Linked DNA regions of Sus scrofa: region 1 is linked to region 2. A link is a contact called in public promoter capture Hi-C data. All regions are on one chromosome and are shown on one strand. The core of a region is the stretch at or near the end of the contact, and the rest is flanking DNA. Distances in the headings are between cores, read along the strand shown. Region 1 holds the start of TMEM54 (transmembrane protein 54). Region 2 holds the start of ZBTB8B (zinc finger and BTB domain-containing protein 8B).

What was found. Promoter capture Hi-C pulls out the DNA fragments that hold promoters and counts their contacts.
Region 1: a promoter capture Hi-C map of liver shows a contact between it and region 2, with 2.9 times the contacts expected there. The contact joins the promoter of TMEM54 here to the promoter of ZBTB8B in region 2. A contact is called at or near these places in 1 of 5 promoter capture datasets (liver) and 1 of 47 Hi-C or Micro-C datasets (embryonic fibroblasts).

Annotation. Positions count from the first base shown.
Region 1 is chr6:89,201,818-89,206,759 of Sscrofa11.1, reverse strand. TMEM54 (transmembrane protein 54) reads left to right here and starts at 2,806. Exons shown (of 7, transcript XM_013999129.2): 1 at 2,806-3,060.
Region 2 is chr6:88,853,989-88,859,507 of Sscrofa11.1, reverse strand. It overlaps ZBTB8B (zinc finger and BTB domain-containing protein 8B), which reads right to left and starts at 3,195. Exons shown (of 4, transcript XM_005665201.3): 1 at 3,029-3,195.

The sequences.
Region 1 (4,942 bases), core at 1,557-4,056, 350 kb before region 2:
GTAACGAACCTGACCAGTATCCATGAGGATGCAGGTTGGATCCCTGGCTCTGCTCAGTGGGTTAAGGGGTTGCTGTGAACTGTGGTATAGGTCAAAGATGTGACTCAGATCTGGCATTGCTGTGACTGCGGTGTAGGCCGACAGTCGCAGCTCCAATTCGACCCCTAACCTGGGAACTTCCATATCCTTCTATATCCCGAGGCCCTAAAAAGGAAAAAAGGGGAAAAAAAAAAAAAAAAAGGAGTTCCCATCATGGCTCAGTGGTTAACGAACCCGACTAGCATCCATGAGGACAAGGGTTCAATCCCTGGCCTCACTCAGGGGGTTAAGGATCCGGCGTTGCCATGAGCTGTAGTGTAGGTCAGACTCGGCTCAGAGCCCACATTGCTGTGGCTGTGGCATAGGCCAGTGGCTACAGCTCTGATTGGACCCTAAAAAACAAAAAGACAAAAAAAACAAACAAAACAAAACAAAACAAAAAGACATGTAGGAGTTCCCCTTATGGCTGAGTGGATTCAGAACCTGACATAGTATGGCTGCGGGTTTGATCCATACCCTCAGTGTGTTAAGGATCTGGTGTTGGTGTGGCTGTGATGTAGGCCAGCAGCTGCATTTCCAATTCGACCCCTAGCTGGGAACTTCCATATACTGCAGGTGTGGCTGTAAAAAAAAGAGGGGGGGATGTAAAAGAGAAAATACAAAGAATAACAAACTTCCCTATTGAGGCCATGTAGACTCTGACGTTAGAAACATGCAGAAGTCCCCTGCAGCCACCTCCTCCTCCCAGACAAGCGTGATCACTTGGCTTTTCATTTTACATATGTGTATATACATATACAAAATTGAACACGGTTGAGTTCGCATGTGATTGTTCTACTTACAGGGAAGAACTGTTCTGATAATCAGGGAGGAAAAAGCCTTTCTAAGGTGAAAAAGACTTGTACTGGGATTGAAAGCCTGAACCTCCTTCCCAACTGAGCAGCCCCGTGGAGAAGCTGTGCCCTGGGAAGACCCATCCACCAATGGAAGAGTATCGGACCACACCTGGTTGTTAAATGTTCCAGGAAGGGGAGAATTTCTATTTGTATTTCCCTGGCTAGGTTTCAACCCACTCTCATATCTCCCAAGACTTTTTACCCCTCAGAAATCTGGGAAGGCGATCACTATCTACTTAACAGATGAGGCGCAGGGAGGGCAGCGAGCTGCCAGGGTATCACAGTGAGTTGTGGAAGCACAAGAAACTAGTGGTCTAGCCTGGGCTTCTTCCCAGAACCCCAAAACCCCAGAACCCCAGGCCAGGGTGTGGAAGGGTGAGGCGCAGACAAGGGACACTGGGCAGCTCAGAGGATCGGACTTTGGCCTCTTGGCAATAAGGAAGAGATATGGCAATACCTTCGGGCTGCTAAGGCTGGGCCAGGACTGGGAGGCTGTGCCAGAGGAGAAATAGGTGGGCAGTTTCCTCCTCAGGGCCCCAGAGAGCAGGCCTACTCCCTGGAGGCTACAGCTCCCCTGTCCCTCGTCCCCATCCCACCACCCCCAACACCCAGAAGCAGCCCTCACAGTTAAACAGATCTAGATTCAAGTCTCTGTCATTGATACATGCTGTGTGCTCTTTGAAAAGTCCCTTTAACCTTTCTGGACCTCGATTTTCTCACCTGTAAAATGGGGTAATACTCTTTAACTCTCAGTATTGTTCCAAGGACAGAAGAGAGAACCCTCATTTATGCATCTAAAAGCAGAGACATTTAAAAGGACTGGGTCCCCAGCCTAATTCCAGATGGTCCAAGACTGGCTTAAAGAGACTGCCTGACACTGATAGAGAAGCCATGTGCAGGTCACATGCACATTGTATGCCCAACATACAAAGCATACGCATTCAGTGGACATCTGGTATTAGATGCTTCAAGCCAGCCCCTGCCCTCAGGGCCACTGACCACTGGGGTGGGGGGTACAGACTGTGAACTGATGCTGCCCAGATACCACAGAAGTGCCTCCCAGAGGCCTGCTCTAGGGGCTGAGAGCCCAGGGAAGGAAGCCGCAGCACAGCCACATTGGAGAATGTGGGCACAGAGACCCACTACTCCACCACTTCCCATTGGTCACTCTTACTGAGTCCATTCCTACACGTTGTGGACAAAGAGGACTCGAGTCATCCTGGCACACTAAAGGGGCACAGTAACCAATAGCGGGTAACAGTAAAGCTCCTACTATGTGCTCCTGCTAGGTCTACCCTTCATCTGTAAAGATAATCTAGAGGGTTTTCAAAGCGTTTGATCTCATTTTTGTAGCTCACCACGACTTTAGGGAACAGGAATTATAATCCCTGACTTTCTGACGAGGAAACAGAGGTACTCCCCATCCCCCACACCCCCACACCCCAACACATAGTGAAGTAAAGCACCTTGCTAGGCGTGGGGAACTGAAGGCCAGGGCAAGGACAAAATGTGATTTTCTTGAGGTCACACAGCAGGTGCAGGACAGACCCTGGTTCTCCAGAGAGTTGAACTTCCCCATCCTCTAGAAAGAAGTGGATTCCCAACTTTCACCCTGGGGCTTTCCTGTCCAGGTGCCCCCACCAGGTCATGGCAACCGCGCATCTGGCCCCCATCTCACGCCCCAGCCCAGACGATCGCGGCTCCTCTAGGGCTCAGTTTTCATCTGTAAAATGGGCATCCCCGAAGCCGGGCGGGTTAGGAGCAGAGGGGAGCGGCCGGGCGCCGCCGGCACCCGGGGCTGGCGCGGGGAGGTGGGGCCTGCTCCGTGATTCAGCCGGGCGGGCCAGGAAGGGCTGCCCAGCCAGTCAGACCGGCCCGGGATGCAAACGAGCAGTCAGGTCCCTCCCGGGGTCGGGCCGCCCGGGGGGTGACGGGAAGGGAGGCCGGCCGGGCGCCGGGAGCCCAGGGCTCGAGGCGGGAAGTGGGCGCGGCGCGGGCTGTGCTGGGCGAGCGGCGGCTGCGGACCAGGATGAGAGCCGGGCCGCCCGGCCGCCCGCAGCGTCTGGAGCCCCGCTGAAGCCGCCGCGGGGACGCCGTGCGGGAGCCGAGATGTGCCAGCGCCTGGGTGAGCCGCGGGGGACTGCGGGGCTGACGAACCCGCCCCACATCCTTGGCAGGGGCGGAGCAAAGGAGTGGGAGCCCGGAGCCCCGGGATTCAGGCCGCCTTCTCTGCATGTCACTTTCTGCTCTGGGCCTCAGTTTCCCCAGCACCGAGCTGGAGCCGGGGTGGGGGGGGCGGGGGTTTGGCTGCCGGAATCTTCTCCAAGTAGCTCCTCGCCCGCCCCCACTTTCCTGCGGACGAGGGACCCCCAGGTGGGAGGAGAGCAGCGCCCCCTCGCTCAGAAGGGAGAGCAGAGGGAGGGGGGTTCAGAACCCAGAGAGTTCCGAGCCCGAGGCTACCTGCTCTTTGCTTCCTCAGCGTCGCCAAGGGCTCCCGCTTCCATAACCCTCCCACTCCCCCAACCAGGCGGAGTGGGAGGGGCCGTTGGCAAACAGGATCCAGGCCGAGGAGTGAGACCGATGTGTCCCCTCCTCTCACTCCCTGGACACAGAGATGCTGCTCTTGGGCATCAGACAGACCTGGGGGTGGGGGGCGTCCCTACTCCAGTCAAGAGATTGTGTGAGCCTTGGTTTTCTCATCTGTAAAGTGGGAAGGGTAGCACCACCTCCTGGGGCAACAGTGAGAATGAAGTTAGCTCCTATGGGGCAATCACGGGCTTGCCACTCTGCCAACCCCATTGCTGAGGGCTCCGAGGGTGGTAACGTAGAAGCAGAGAAGCCTGGGGCTGTCCTGAGACTCTGTCCAGTGCTCCAGGCACAGCTCCAAGCTAGTCTGACCTAGTCTTGGTCGTGAGGCGCTGTTGTTCCTGAGCCCAGCCCTGAGCTGGGTGGTGTCTGGGTGGCCAGGTGGGTGGGTGGTTGGGATAAAGTGGGTCAGGCCCCTGGGATAAAGCTGCCTTGCCTCTTCCTGTTTGCCCAGGAGTTAATCTTTACAATGCCATCCAGTGCCACAGTGCCTGCTCTTTGATTTTCCTGAATGTGATGCAGCTACAGAGGGTCCTGTAGGCTCCCGAGGTCTCAGAGACCCCCTAGACCAACCCCTTCCCATTTTATACATGGGGAATCTGGGGCCCAGAAAAGAGAGAGGCCGGTGTCACACAGAGGGGCTGTGACTAAGTAGCCCCAGGCCTCCCTGCTCCCTGGAGACCTGCTCTTGGCACCTGGCGCCCAAGAACATCCAGTCCAGGGATTTCTTTCTTCCTTTCTTTTTAACTACAGAGTTCCCTTCTGTGAAATATAACCCAATTCTTTCTGCCACAGCTGGGGACACTGAGGTCTAGGAAGGGACGCAGGGATTTCCCAAGGAGTCGCTAAAGGAAGAGCGGGGGGGTGTTTAGCTCTAGGGGCCAGGAGAGACTTCCATCTCACAGAGCTGGCTAGAGTGAGGGTGGTGGGCCCAAGGGGCCAGTATGGTGTGTGTCCTAAGGGCAGAGCCAGGACCCATGGGGGACATTCCAAAAAGCAGATCTGAAACAGCCAGGAAGAGGGCTCCCTGGTCCTGAGGGCATGTAGCCACTTGGACACTCAGAATCTGCACGTGAATGCCTGATGTTTTTTTGATCCCAGCCTCCCCAGCTTACCTTGTCCCTGAACCAAGAGCTTGGTTTTCCCAGCACCCTCAGAGTATGGCCCACTTTGCCATCAATGTCCTCATGGGGCCCTCCTTCCCCACCGGGAAACAGGGGTTATTCTTCCCATATGACAGATGAGGAAATGGAGACTCAGAAGTTTGAGCTTCTTGGGAGTTCCCATCGTGGCACAGTGGTTAATGTACCCGACTAGTATCCACGAGGAGACGGGTTCGATCCCTGGCCTTGCTCAGTGGGTTAAAGATCCGGCGTTGCCGTGAGCTGTGCTGTAGGTCGCAGATGCAGCTCAGATCTCTG
Region 2 (5,519 bases), core at 1,946-4,445:
TTACAAAAAACCGACCTAGAAATGTTTTCAAAATATCAGCCCGAGGCCCCCTAGCTAAGGGTATTAAATGTTCCTACATGTTCAAAATGGCCTAAAGACATCATGAAATCATAGCCCAGGGCTATAATGGATGGGCCTAAGTCATCGAGATGATTCCTTTCATATTCATTTTAAACTCAAGGAAGTTATAATTTCAGGAATTTTCTTTCATCCAAAGTAATTACAACTAACATTTTGATTCAGAAAGGAAGAGAACTGTCAGCTAAAAAATGCTAATTCTTCCCCCCCAAAAAAAACTCTGAAAGTTTTCTTAGGACTAAGGTTTCGCTGTCATTCTCACCTCTTTCAGCTGCTCCAACCAAACCTTCTGGTCTTTGGCAATCAAAATATTAAGGGAAAAACAAGATACAGGAGAATGTTACATTTAAATACATTCTAGTCTTCCTCTAGTCTTCCTCAAAACTGAAAGTCCTACCAGACTGGGAAAGTCACATTTTTCAATGTAATAATGTCCACTGTTCATGCAAATGTAATTTGGAACACCATTTCAGAGGGAAATTTATCAACCTATATCAAAACTTAAAATGTTACACATCTTTTGCCCCCAAGATTCCATGGCTAAAAATGACCCTTTTGGAGGTATTCCCAAAAGTACATCAAATCATAATTTCAGAGATGTCTATTGTACCAGGTTTTTGTAAAACCTGGTTAATGCAAAAGTAGAAACAATCTGAATGTCCACCAATAGGGGACAAATTAAATCAATGAGGTACATTCACACAGGGGAATACTATGCAACCATTCTTTTCATGAGTTGGAGTTGTATGTATTTGTAAGAAAAGATCACTAAGATATATTGGAAAAAGGCAAGATGCAAAACAAAATATAGCATACAACCCTATCTATGTATATGCTCTTGCTGGTATATGTAAGAAGTTTTTTTCCTGGGAGAATATATGAGCAAGAATCAACAACAGACACCGTTGAGGAGAGGGACTAGGGGCTAAGAGGTGTGTGGAAGGACTTGCATTTTTCATTTATAATCTTTTGATTATAACAATATATAGTTATAACAATACATTGTTACATCTTTCACTGTGTGTGCACATATTGCTTTTTTTTTTTTCTTTCCTTTTTAGCAAAGAATAAAAAGTGGAGGGATTAAGGAGTTGGTAAATCAGGGAGATAAATACCTAAGTAGGTAAAGTACTTTTCAACTTGTGGAACGTTCTTATCTACAGGGTATCCTCCCAGGCACTTGCATTTTTCACTGGAAGATGCTACTTTTCAGCAATAGTGCCAGAAACTCATTTCCTCTGACATTCTCTCTGCAAACATTCTGAATTCCACCTGGTCATCTAAACACTCCCTGACTTTGCGAAAGTCTATCTACATACTTTGTTCAAATGTTTCTCCATGGGAGTTCCCGTCGTGGCGCAGTGGTTAACGAATCCGACTAGGAACCATGAGGTTGCGGGTTCGGTCCCTGCCCTTGCTCAGTGGGTTAGCGATCTGGCGTTGCCGTGAGGTGTGGTGTAGGTTGCAGACGTGGCTCGGATCCCATGTTGCTGTGGCTCTGGCATAGGCCAGTGGCTACAGCTCCGATTCGACCCCTAGCCTGGGAACCTCCATATGCTGCAGGAGCGGCCCAAACAAATAGCAAAAAGACAAAAAAAAAAAAAAAAAAAAAAGTTTCTCCAATCCTGTATTTGGCATACAGTATGGAAATATTTATTCACATCAATCCCACTCGCTTTTGTCATTCTGCATCCCTGGGACATGCTGAAGATCACCACTTCTCCTGGAAAAGAAGCTCTTAGGGTACATCACTCCCAGAGGCACATTTATCCAGTCTAGCAGTGACCCTCCCAACCTTCCCATGGTTCAGTTCAACACTTATTGGCTACATGCAATGCCTGACACAAGGAAGATGCCAGAAATAGAAAAATGAACCAAGTACAGCCTGTCCTCCAGGAGAGGGCAGATGCCAACACCACCACCTGCAACAAACTCCCACACTCCCCTGGGGGGATCGCTGTCTTCATTCCAGCGCCAGAAGCAGCTTTGAATTCCACCCACTCTTTCTGACAACGCTCCTCCAGTCTCACCAACAGAATAATGAAAACCTGCTCATCAATTGTTAGCATTTACTGAGCACGACTCCTCATGAAGCACTGTAAGAAGTACTTCACAAGAATTAATTAATTTTAACCTCACTATAACCCGGTGCAATAGATAAAATCATTACATCCTCTTTTTCAGAGGAGAAAATTGAGGTTCAAATTACAGATAACACACTCAAACTAGGATTGAGACTGAGCTTGGTTTGGGTCCAGAGTTGACGTCCTTTAACTACTATGCCAACTGGACTTCCTGAACCCTCCAGAACGCTGTGAGAAGAGCTGGGGAAGTCATTCACTCCTTTTCCCCAACGCACGGAGTGGAGGGGAACGACTCGGAAGAAGAGTTTCCACTCCCACAGAAAGTATTTCTGGATCAACTTCATCTTTGATTCACCGGTTAAACTCGCAAAACAAGAGGATGCTCCCCCTCATCTGGAGTCTGACGACCCTGCAGAAATCACGGGAACCGGTTACTGGACACGATCTTGGGCCCTTGAGTGTGGGAACCGAGGCCCTGTCCCTCCCATGGCCTCTCTGGCACAAAGTGACCAGCGCCGCGACGGTCACTGCCCCAGTCTGGCCGAGTCTTTGCGCCCGGGTATCTTCAGAACGAGCGCGCGCCCAAACCACCAGCTGAACGACGCCGAGGCTGAAGGCTGCCCAAAGTCTGGGAAAGCGGAGGACTTGCTGCCCCGCCGCCCCTCCCCATGCTGGAGGGGAGGGAGGGGATCGGTCATCGAGGGCAGCTTCGCACGGGGGTTCGGGGAGTCGCCGGGGCCAGGTGGTCCGAGGGAGGCCGAGCGAGGAGTATCCCCATCCGCTACCCCCCATACCCCCCACCGGGTGCCCTGAATGCTCCCCAAGCCAATGAAAACCTCAGCGAAAACCTGCTTCTCAGCTCTCACCTTCCGGTGTGTTCCAGCCGCGCGGCCGCCGAGCTACGCGCAGCGACACGCCCCCCTTTCATTCACCTGTCGCCCCCTCCAGTGAGAGGCGAGGCAGCTGACCAATCATGGACGCTCCTGGGCTCAGGAAGGCGGATCCTTTGGCCAGCAGGTTGTTCAATGGCGCCGGTGCCCGCTCGGGAGGATGCGCTCTGAAGGCTCCAGTACTCGCTGGGTGATGGGAATTGTGGTCTCAGTGTTCATTTTTTCCAGTAAAGATACTGTGGACGAAACTACAAGTACCAAGATGCCAAGAGGGGCAAAGATCAGTGCTTGTAAAAGGCTGGAGATCGGTTCTGTCTTCTGAGACCAGCTCGAGGGACCTGCCAAGTATCAGCCTCTTTGTCCGGAGAGCTAAAAGCACGTCGTGCATATTAATACAGCCTGGAGAATAAGATCTATAACCTGTCAGTCCGCACACTTTTTACAACTGCCAGCGCTCTCCGCAAAAATTCTGGAAATGAATAAAATGATTTCACCTACTCAACAGGTTTTTCTTGAACACCTGCAACACTCTCTTCCCTTGAAAGGCTTTCAGATTTGTATTTACAAGTGAAATTATTAAATAGCATTACCTACATGTTCTTAAGTAATAGTACAATCACGTTCTGAGAAGGCTGTGTAAGAGACAAACCAGGTTACCACTCTCAGAGACCTTAGTTCTAATGGGGAGGGGGATGTATTTGTTTGCTAGGGCTGCTCTTAACAAAGTACCGCAAACTGCTTAAAAAAAAAACAGAAATTTATTGTCTCACTATTCTGGAGGCTGAAAGTGCAAAATCAGGTGTAGTCAGGGTTAGTTCCTTTTGAAGGAAGGAGGTCTGTTGCAGGCCTCTCTGGCTTATAGAGGACCATCTTCATGGTCACATGGAGTCCTCCCTGTACACATTTCTGTGTTTAGATTTCCCCTTTTTATAAGGACACCAGTCATATTGGATTAGGGGTTCACTCTACTCCAGTATGCCCTCATCTTGATCAATTACATCTGCAACAACTATTTCCAAATAAGGTCATATTCTTTTTTTTTTAAATGATTTTTAAATTTTTTTTCATTATAGTTGGTTTACAGTGTTCTTTCAATTTCTACTGTACAGCAAGTGACACAGTCACACATATATACATTCCAAATAAGGTTATATTCTGAAGTACTGGGGTTAGAATTTCAACATAGGAATTGGGGGAGTGATAGGGGACACAATTCACTCCATAATAGGGAGAGATGGCCAATAAAACTTTAAACAGGAAATAAGAGAGTTCCCTGGTAGTCTAGTGGGTTAAGGATACAACACTGTCACTGTTGTGGCTCATGTTCAATCACATGCCATGGGTTTGGCCAAAAAAAAAAAAAGGAAATAGATGAAGTACATGGCAAAAAAACAGGGTAGTGAAACAACAAAGAATGATTCGGTGGCTAGGTTAGGTTAAGGGACAGAAATGGCCTCTTTGGTTGAAGGTATTTCAGCTGAGACCCTAATTAGGAGGAATGAGCCATGCTAAGATTAAACAAAAGAGTATTCCAGGCAGAGGAAGAATTAGTACAAAGGCTCTAAAACAGAAATAAGAGGATAACCCCCGGGGAAGGGGGGTGGATGACAGACAGATGAGCTTAACAAACACGCAACCTGTGCCATCCCATGAAGCCATACTCTCAGAAAGTCCCCATCTTGATTTAATGTGCACTAGCTTAATTGCCCTCTTGCAATTCTTAATAATTTTTTAACATGGGAGCCCTATATTTTCATTTCGAACTGGGCTCCAAAATTATATAGCCAGTCCAGGTGACAGAAAATGTGAAGATAGGGGAGCAGAGGCCAGATCACATAGGGATTGGTAGGTCAAGTTGAGGGGTTTGGATTTTTTATTGTTTTTAAGTGTGATGAGATAGCTTTGAAGGATCTTAGGCAGGGTAGAGATACGATCTGATAGTAGTGGTTCCAGTAAAAGATGCAGAGAGCTGGGCTTAGGGTAGAAGTGGTAGAGATGAAGAGGGCTGGTTTAGAATATATTTTAGAGCTCGGCAATGATTAAACTGCAGTTCACGCTAAAGATAACTTGGATGATCTAGATAAAGATAATTAAGGAGTGATGGGAGTTCCCGTTGTGGCTCAGCAGGTAACAAAACCAACTAGTATCCATGAGGAAGCCGGTTCCATCCCTGGCCCTGCTCGGGGGGTTAAGGATCTGGCGTTGCTATGGCTGTGGAGTTGGCTGGCGACTACAGCTCTGATTTGACCCCTAGCCTGGGAACTTTCATATGATGTGGGTGGGCCCTAAAAGTAAATAAATAGATAAAATTTTTTTAAAAAATAAAAAAAATAAAGAGTTGAAATGTCAGCCAGACACCATTATATAATCCAGCAGAGAAAAGCAGTTTACCTGTCTCTTATAAAACCAAACACACAGAGAAGGACAGCAGCAATTATACATTTTCTTTCAGGGTGGCTCTCCTTGC